Linked DNA regions of Rattus norvegicus: region 2 is linked to region 1. Evidence: chromatin contacts called from public Hi-C data. All regions are on one chromosome and are shown on one strand. The core of a region is the stretch at or near the end of the contact, and the rest is flanking DNA. Distances in the headings are between cores, read along the strand shown.

The links. A called contact is a pair of places that touch in the nucleus more often than the background predicts.
Region 2: a Hi-C map of the Rat2 cell line shows a contact between it and region 1, with 11 times the contacts expected there. The contact joins the enhancer-like site here to the promoter of Elk1 in region 1. A contact is called at or near these places in 6 of 12 Hi-C or Micro-C datasets (the A7r5 cell line, the Rat2 cell line, Schwann cells and 3 more).

Annotation. Positions count from the first base shown.
Region 1 is chrX:3,690,201-3,694,715 of GRCr8, forward strand. Elk1 (ETS transcription factor ELK1) reads left to right here and starts at 3,165. Exons shown (of 7, transcript NM_001108059.3): 1 at 3,165-3,254. Uxt (ubiquitously-expressed, prefoldin-like chaperone) reads left to right here. Exons shown (of 6, transcript NM_001006982.1): 5 at 1,391-1,454; 6 at 1,644-1,744. The coding sequence ends at 1,697.
Region 2 is chrX:3,818,466-3,823,037 of GRCr8, forward strand. The region is part of intron 1 of LOC134484040 (a long non-coding RNA gene); the gene reads left to right. It also overlaps a transcript of Araf not described here and the pseudogene LOC134484039. Among named protein-coding and RNA genes, the nearest start is that of Araf, 28 kb to the left of the region's middle. Within about 2 kb of position 1,791, at least 36 of the 93 cell types and tissues checked have an H3K27ac peak or open chromatin away from gene starts, as enhancers often do.

The sequences.
Region 1 (4,515 bases), core at 1,915-4,414:
GGTACCACCTTCAAAATACCTTGTCCTGTCTGTAAGTGCATTGCCCAACAGCCAGGTGGATTCTTTTAAACCCTAATAAGTTTATTTCTCAAATCAATTTGCATTTGTCCTCCACTGTTAACCTTCTCGTTAGCACCTGATTTAAAGTAAAAGCTAAGGTCTTTGCCATGGTCCTGTAGACTTTCCACCTTCTGCCTCCTTCGCTTGACTTCAGCTCCTTCAATCCTCCTCTTTTTCTTTAGCCACAATGGCTTCTTGGCTGTGCCTGCACCATACCAAGCATGCTCCTACCTCAGCACTTTTGTATTGGTTCTTATTTGTGGTGGAACACTTATCTTCCATATCACCCCCACTAGGTGGGAGAGTTACACATCTGTAATCTCAGCAGTCTGGGCAGGAGGATCTTGAATTGGAAACCAGACTGGACTATATAGTCTCAAAAGGAAAGCTCTCAGTGAAGCCAAACCTGAACAATCTTCGAAACTGAAGCCTCCTCTTTCTACCTCTTCTTTAGTATTTAGTTCCTTATACTATTTATTTCCTTATACTTAACACATCATAATTGTGTTTGTATACTTTGTCTCTTAGTAAATGGCTTAGTGCTTAAGTGTACATACTGCTGTCCAGAGTAACTGAGTTCGGTTCCCAGCACCCATGTCAGGTAGCTCACAACCACCTGTATCTACAGCTCAAGGAATCTCATATCATCTAACATCTGTGGAAATCTACATTCATGGTATATTTCCCACACATATAACACAGATAATTAAAAACTAAAAATAAAGTTTTTTAAAGGAGCTCCAGGAAACCAAGAATTTAGTTTCATTTACTGCTGTTTCTGCTATTTCCCTATTTTAAGTTGCCTGGCATACAGAAGGCATTCAATAATCTTCCCTTCTTATCATCATATAGTCATTGTGATGGGTTTCATAAAGAGTTTCTTTCAAGTATATCACATAATTTGATCGTATTCATAGACCCATACCCCCACTTCCTTCATCCCCATAATCTTTTTTTTTTTTTTTTTTGGAGCTGAGGACCGAACCCAGGGCCTTGCGCTTGCTAGGCAAGCGCTCTACCACTGAGCTAAATCCCAAACCCCTCCCATAATCATTTTTTAACAATTGTTACTACATTTTTTTCTGAGTACATGTGAAGGTTTAAAATCAGTTCTCTCCTCCACTATGTGGATCCTGGATATTGAAATCAAGTTGGCCCTATCACCCTTGATCTTTAAATGGGGAAATTCCAAGAGGTAGCCAGACATCTCTGCATAGGATCAGGGCAGGTCATCCAGGATACAAGCGTTTCTTGAAGTGATGAGGAAGAGTCATCCTCACAGCCTTAAGTGGGGCCCATTTTGCCCTTTCTTGTTCCTTTTTTTTTCTAGGCTCAGCGACAGCCTCACCAAGGACTCCATGAATATCAAGGCCAATATCCACATGATGCTAGAGGTGAGAGCAGCTCACTCCACTCGACCCTTCAAATATATTTAGGGTGATAACCTGAAGACAGGAGAAATCCAAAGAAGGGAGGGGTCATCTTTCCTTCTAAATTAAAAACCAAAGGAGTGAAAATCAGAGCAAACCTGGGACAAGACCTAGACCCAGCCTCTGTTCAGTATACTTTGTCCTCTTTTACAGGGACTTAGAGAACTACAAGGCCTGCAGAATTTCCCAGAGCCATCTCCCCATTGACTGCATCTTCCCAGCCTCCAATATTAAACAGCCTGAATGCCTTGGAATCACATAGCCCTTTTTTCCCCTAATTTTCACTAATTGACTAAGTGCTCCAGAGACCAAAATTACTGGAAGACCCATCCTTTCTGTTGAACCTCTAAAACATTCTTGCCTTTAGAACATCTTGTATTTTCCTCCAGACTTTATGCTTTACCCTCTTTTGTCACCTTTCGAACCTTGACACTGCTCCTCACACTTTAATTCCTTTTCCTAGATATTTGTATTGGTGCCCTTTGTATTACCATAAAGAATGGACTGATTGGTGAGCTGAAGATGAGATTCAATTGGTAGAGTGCTTGCATATCACACATGAAACCTTAAATTCAGTCCCCAGTTCTGTGTACACAAGCTGGATGTGTGGCACACCTGTGACCAGGTCACTCAAAAGATAGAGGCAGAAGGATTTTTAAGTTTAAGGCAATCCTGGGCTACATGAGACCCTTGAAACAAATTTTTAAGGTTCCAGTTCAAAGTGATTTGTTTCCATGGCCCTCAGCTTTTTACTTCATATCCTAAGGGTTATTATGGTTTCACAATCCAGTGGTCATCCAGGTACCCTAAATATCATTACCACCCAACCCTTAATTTGGTCCCTAAATAGTGGTTCCAATAGTTCTAAATAGTTCTAGTTTCCACCCGTAGACAGATCCTGCCCTCCCTGCTACAGCCCCTACAGCCTAGGTTTTAGTCCAGTCTTAGATAACTAAGAACCAAATTCCATCTGTATAACTGACTGCAGCTTGCCTCTGCCCTTGTAGACAGTTAATTTCCACCTCTCAACTCCTCTGTATATCTGGCAGCCGCTCCTGCCTCCTCCCTCTGCTGGATTCTAAATTCGTCTTGCCTAGCTAATTACCATAGCTTTACCCTACCCGCCTACATAGCCCTACCCTGCTGCTATTCCCCTTTCTAAATAAGTCCTGTTTCCGCTGAACCGTTTGATGAGCAGCACCACCTACTTTTATGTTTTGGCCGCTGTCTGGGAGTTTCCACCAATCAGCTGAAAACAGAGCCCATCCAACCACCCCTCCATCCTCTGGGGCTGTCTGTCTGCCATCAATTCTCATTTAAGCCAATCGGTGTGAACTGGGCGACCTCCCTCGGCCCCGCCCCAACCTTGGCACTTGGCTAACCAGTCTTAGACCCAATCGGCATGAAGCACTAGCGCCGCCCAACACCTACGGATTCAGTCGGCTACCCGGCAGTCCATCAATCCCCTTTAAGCCTATCATGTCATAGCTCTGTTAGGATTCCAATACCACCGCCACCAGGCCCTGAAGCTGCGCTTGGAGTCTTGGCATTTTATCCAATCAACGAGCAGCAGAAGGCTTGGCTCCTCCCACGAGGGCCCACGTGAGCGCTGGGGAAACGCAGGGGCGGCTTCTGGTTGCTGCTTCAGCCGCCGCCGCCGCCGCCGCCGCCGCCGCCTTGGAACCCGGGCCTGGGGGGCGGTGGGGCCTCGTATGGAGCCCCCGCCCCCCGGAGCTGCCGCTGCCACCGCCGCGCCACACGCAGGTGAGCCCCAGGCCCACAAGGTGGAGGCCCCTGACCATGACCCTACGTATCTTCTCCCCCACGCAAGGCTTGGCCCGGCCTGCCGGTGTTTGGCTCCACTACCATCAACTGATTGTCCTTGCCTGCTCCTTTTGCCCTTTATAGTGGATCTGAACGTGAACTAACCTCCTGCTGTCTGTATAATGGATCGGTCTGTGAGCTTATGATTTTCCCCACCCCAACTTAATGGACTCGTCTGTGGTCTTGCCCTCCCCAACCCCCACTTAACTGGGAACGAGTCTGTTGCATTGTCCAGTCCCCCTTTAGTAGTAGATGTGTCTAAAATGTTTCCATTTCCCCTAGCCTCATATTTAAGGGGAGCCTTCTGTAGCCTTGTTTAGTGAACCCCTCATGTTTATTGTAGTGAATCAAAATATGGCACTCTACCCACTCCAGACACCCCATGTTTGTTCAACAGTGAGTTCACCCAAGTTTATATTATTGCCCCTTGGGTCTCCCCAGTGCACCTCCTCCTACTGCCCCCATCTTACCGTGAATTAGTTTGCATGCTTGCATTCATATCCCTCTATCACCATCCTGACTTTTCCTCCTTTATATGTAGACTCCGATCTTTGGACTGCTTCCTTTTAACAGTGGGTCAATTTGGTGCTTTGTATTTTTGTATATATTTTTGTATATTTTCAACAGCCCAGTCTATGGCCTTGTCCTATCCTTCATTTTAATTAATCATTATGTCATTATGTGATGGCTTTTCTTCTCTGTGGTTGTAAAGGAATCAGCTTAAACCATATCTCACTTCTGTAATGGTTCTGTTCAGAAACCTTCTGCCACCCCAGTGTTTACATTCTCTCATATCCTTCAGAGTTCAGAGCTTGCAATCCCTCCCCAAAGAAGATAGGCTTTGTACTTTTACTTCCCTCCTTCTCTCCATGTACTGGGTCAATCTTCTCTGTCCCCCATCTCTTAGGAGGTCCTGTGTACTTGTGAAACCCAGGGACTTTTAATGTATACCATGTCTCCTCATAGACACCCTTAAGCACTAGACATTTTACTTTGCTACAGTACTCAAGTACAGTAGTGGTCCTAATGTTAATGACAATTGGATCTAACCTTTATACTTTACACTTACTGTGTAAGCAGGCAGAGTGTTCTATAGTCTCCAGCTTGCTTATTCCTCATCATAGCCCTGTGAGACAGGTAACTGAGAAAACTAGGGCATATGAAGGTTAAAAGCCTTACTCAGAGATGGCCTAGTAACTAC
Region 2 (4,572 bases), core at 541-3,040, 130 kb after region 1:
ACTTGCTCTTCTGAAATTCCTTTCTTTATCTGCCATGCAGCTGCTGCCAACTTTCGTCACTGAACATTCCACCTGTCGTGGACCCTGACTCTCCCTTCACTCAGCAGCTAGTAAGATTACAGCTCACCTGCTCTGTTGTTTCTCTTTTAAAATGGCCCTTGAGCTTCATCCTCCATTGGCTTTAAAATTCCTTTTGTTGTTTTTTGTTTTGTTTGTTTATTTTGTTTTGTTTTGGAGACAGGGTTTCTCTGTAAGACCTTGGCTGAAATTCTTTTTATTAAGGAGACTAAGAATCCAATAGGAGACCCAATTTCCCCAGTAACACTGTATCAAGTAAACGAGTGTGTGTGTGTGTGTGTGTGTGTGTGTGTGTGCGCGCGTGTGTGTGCTTTCCTTGTGTTAACTACTCTTTGGCTATAGGGTTATAGGGTGTTGGCCATGGCGCTTTATAAAGTGCAAGAAAGGTATCACCCCCTTTCCTATCCCCAGCCTTCTGTGGTCCCTAACTGGACTTGAATGTGATGAAGCCTTGTATTCCTCCCCAAAGCTCTTAGACCCCTTTGCATCTCAGTGGCTGAGGAAATTAACATGTGTGATTGTGTAGTGAGATAAATGAAGATGACCTAGCTAGCCCAGTTGATAGAAATGGGAAAATAAAAACGTGTGGATCAAGTCTTTGTGAGCTCCAATCAAGTATCCAAGTCCTGAGACAAAATGTTCCAGTGAATCAGTGTCTTGGCTGGAATATTCAGTATTAATAGATTCCCTTCTCTCCCAGTAGCTGCATAGTTGAACTGGCCCTACTGTCTATATCTGTAGGGTCCCTATAGAACAGCAGCAGCTTGATATTTTCTGGAAGCAACCTTCACTTTTGTCTACTGAGGTTCATGTCTCTTGCCCAGAAACCTGTGGGATTTGGGTCGGGTCCTACAGTCTTCGGCCCTAGGGTGGCAGCAGAGATAGTCTGGTCCAAGTAAACAGGCATGCAGAGGCGTGGCAAAGCATGATTTTAGATGAGATGGAATGTTGTTTCCCACTTGGAGGGATTTCCTACCGGATTTGCACAGCACCTGGGGGAGAGTATTTGCGTGCGGAGTAAAACCCAGAACTAAACAGGGCTGGGCTTGAGAAAAAAAGGAAAGGGGACGCAAAATGGATGAATAAGGAGGCGTATTATCTGGTTGAAAAGGATTTGTGGCGGAGGCTGATTCCTAGCATCAACAACCCCCTCTGCTGGCTCTTGAATACGTTGCCTTGCCATTTTGAGATGCCATTTAGGCATTTATGGGGACATGAAACTAGGAGCGGGAAATTCCTGAGCCCAGAGACTTCTGGACCTCCCTCATGTCCCAATTCCTGTGCCTGCAAGATAGGGGAATGGAATCCCTGACCCTTCAAGCACCACAATCACTAACCCAAAAACGTTCTGGTTTTTGGCAGCTCCTCTTAAGAGCCAGAAAGCAGAAGGTGCTGCTTCATTCCAAAGGTTTCAGTCCTGAAGTTTCCGGGCGACAGATCAGAATTAACTCCCACTGCCGCAGTACCCTCAGGGGATTGTATCCTAGGCCCTGCTGGCTAGCCAATCCGGGCTTTTCTGTCTGCCCATTCTCTCTAGGCCAAGCGACACCATCTAGTTCCGCAAAAGTGCCCGCGGGAGATGACCTTGTAATTAACAAGAGGGAGGGCTCGAGGAGGCAGAAGAGGGAACTGCCAGGAGAAAGCCCAGGAGAAGCAAAATGGAGGAGGAGGCGGGGAGAGGAAACCAGGAACTGAGGCTTGTAGTATGAACGGCAGGGGGCGCGAGAGACCGCCTAAGGCCAAGGCCAAGCTCTGCAGCAGCATGGGCGTCGCCACGTAGTCCGCAGTCCGCAGTCCGCAGTCCGCAGTCCGCAGTCCGCAGTCCGCAGTCCGCAGTCCGCAGTCCGCAGTCCGCAGTCCCAGGGAGGGGCTGCCTCCCTACTTCGTGTTGCAGTGGTGGCAACAGTCTGCCTGCCTAAATGCCACCAAAAGGATCTAAGTTTGCTATGTGGACTAATCATCTGTTTCATTTCCCACCTCTTAGTATCTTCTCCATCTTCTTTTCCGTCCGCATGGTCTCTTAATATAGGTAGGTAAATGATAGATGTTAATTGAAAGGTATATGTTTAAAGGTACTTGTATTATTTGTAAGAGGAAACATTTGAATTCAAATATCATATGTAAAAGTGTGAACTAAAAAATTAAGAAAACCCGTAGACGGTTTCTCTAAAGTGTTAGGAAAACATCAAAAATATTACTGACACATTGTAGCAACACAAAAAAAATAATTTAAATCTAATCATGTAACAGGCAGGACGATCACAAATTCCTAACCAGCCTAGACTATGTAGTGAGTTCTAGGCTGACCTGGACTATAGAGACCCTGTCTCAAAAATCAGATAATAATGAAAAGGGGAGACAAAAATAAATTTCAAACTACAAAAAAAATCTTTTGTAGATGTGGAAGTACTTTTTCGTTTGAAATTGGTAGAGTGTCCATAAATCATATTCAAATGAAGCATGATCCTCCCTTTGTTTACAGATGAAGAGATGCAAACTGCATCTTGGTTGTTATAGGGGCAGGGCTTGAGGAAGACATGAGGGTTCCCCATTAAACCTCAGCTGTCAGGGAGACACATCTCTTTCCTTTCTGCTTCTACCCAGGTATTCCATCTTTTGACCAACAATGCCAGCCTCTTAACCCCCACACCAAATCTGAAAATCCTGGGCCTCCTGATCTCCTATTAACATGTCTCTGCTGAAAAAAGCTAAGAATTTCTCAGTCTAATAAATAGACCAAATCTTCACACCTGACACTAGAAGCACAGACATTTAGGCTCCACTGTACAGCTTCCTAGAAACTACACACACACACACACACACACACACACACACACACGCACGCACGCACGCACGCACGCACGCACGCACGCACGCACGCGCATCAGACAAACGAAGCAGCTTTTCACTGCCAAGTATTCTGCCCCTGGAGGATGGTGCTCAGAGAAGTCTGTGTTTCCTGCTAGGAGGTTTCAGAGCAGCTGTGCAGCAAAGCTTTTGGTGGGATGAAAGGAACTTAAAGAGACCCAGTTGATATGTGCTAGGCACAATTTGGCGTCCAATGCATTGTGAAAAAAAAATAGACACTAAAATGGCACTGTGGCAAGAATGGTGGTACTACCTGTAGTCCCAGCTACTCAGGAGGATGAGTTTCTAGGGACAATCTGGGCTACACTGAGAGTAAATATTACATGCATGTGCATGTGTAACACCTCCTCCTCAACCAAATAAGCACCAATCACTTTCAGGAGTTTCCTAAGCTAGTCCCTTATACTTGATCACTTGACTGTATATGGGTGAGAGCACAGGATCAGGGAAGGAATCTGCTTTAGCACAGTCCTCCACCCCCTCTCCACCCTCTCCCCCAAGATGTACAGAAGGAAAACTGCAGCAGACAACACCATGTGAGAGAAAGCCTTGGCATCTTTCATCCAAATGTGGAGCAGCATTCTGTCTTGGTCCTTTTGACTGAAAGGGTGACCTATTTGACTGAAAGAGTGGCCTATTTCCTGTACTTTTTTTTTTTTTTTTTGGTTCTTTTTTTCGGAGCTGGGGACTGAACCCAGGGCCTTGCGCTTCCTAGGCAAGCGCTCTACCACTGAGCTAAATCCCCAACCCCTATTTCCTGTACTCTTGATGCACAGCTCTGGCTGCAGCTGGTCTGAGGTCTGTGTCTGTCAAAGCTGCCGAATGAACTCGTCCTTCTCCCCACCCCACATGCCTGGTTGGCCTGGGGCCAGAGAGGACCTGGCAGTGAGATGCTGGAGAAGTAGAACCACTCTGACTCATTCCTGTCCCTCCTCTGCTCAGGAAAATGCCGACCTCTTTTGTTCTCTGCACCTGGAATGGTATCTCTCTTCCAACTTGTCACCATGACTTGATTCAATGGAGGTATGAATCAGGATCTGGAAGTGACTCAGGCATGGAAGGGAGGGGGTGGACCCGTCTACATTACTTCCTGTCCTTGTGCCTTCGACCACTACACATGTCTAGGAAGAGAGAATCAAGGGGGCCAGGAAATGGCATCTGTCATTTTGCCTACTTCTTGAAACTATATGTGGCAGCCACTTTTGCTGTATGTCCTAGGCTGCCCTGACACCCAACCACATTGCCCTAGTATCTAGAAAGATTTCCCTCTCACTTCACCGATGCTGTTCATTAGAATCTCAGCCTGCATTAGAATGGGAAATATGTACGTTAGAACCAAGATTACATGATAGTTCTCCAATTATCAAAGCTAAGGTAGAAATGGCAATTTGAGACCATATATTTAAGTGGAGGAATCTAGCTTTTGATCATGATTGTATTCTCCCCACTGTTTCTCCATCTGTTTCATTTTTAATATGGTCATCCACATCTATGGATTTCATATCTATGAGTCAACCAATTATGGAGTGAAATGGGGGGTTGTTATTGTTATTGTTTTGAAACAGGTTCTCACTGTGTATCTCCTGCTGTTATGGAACTTGCTCTATAGATCAGGCTGGTCTCGAA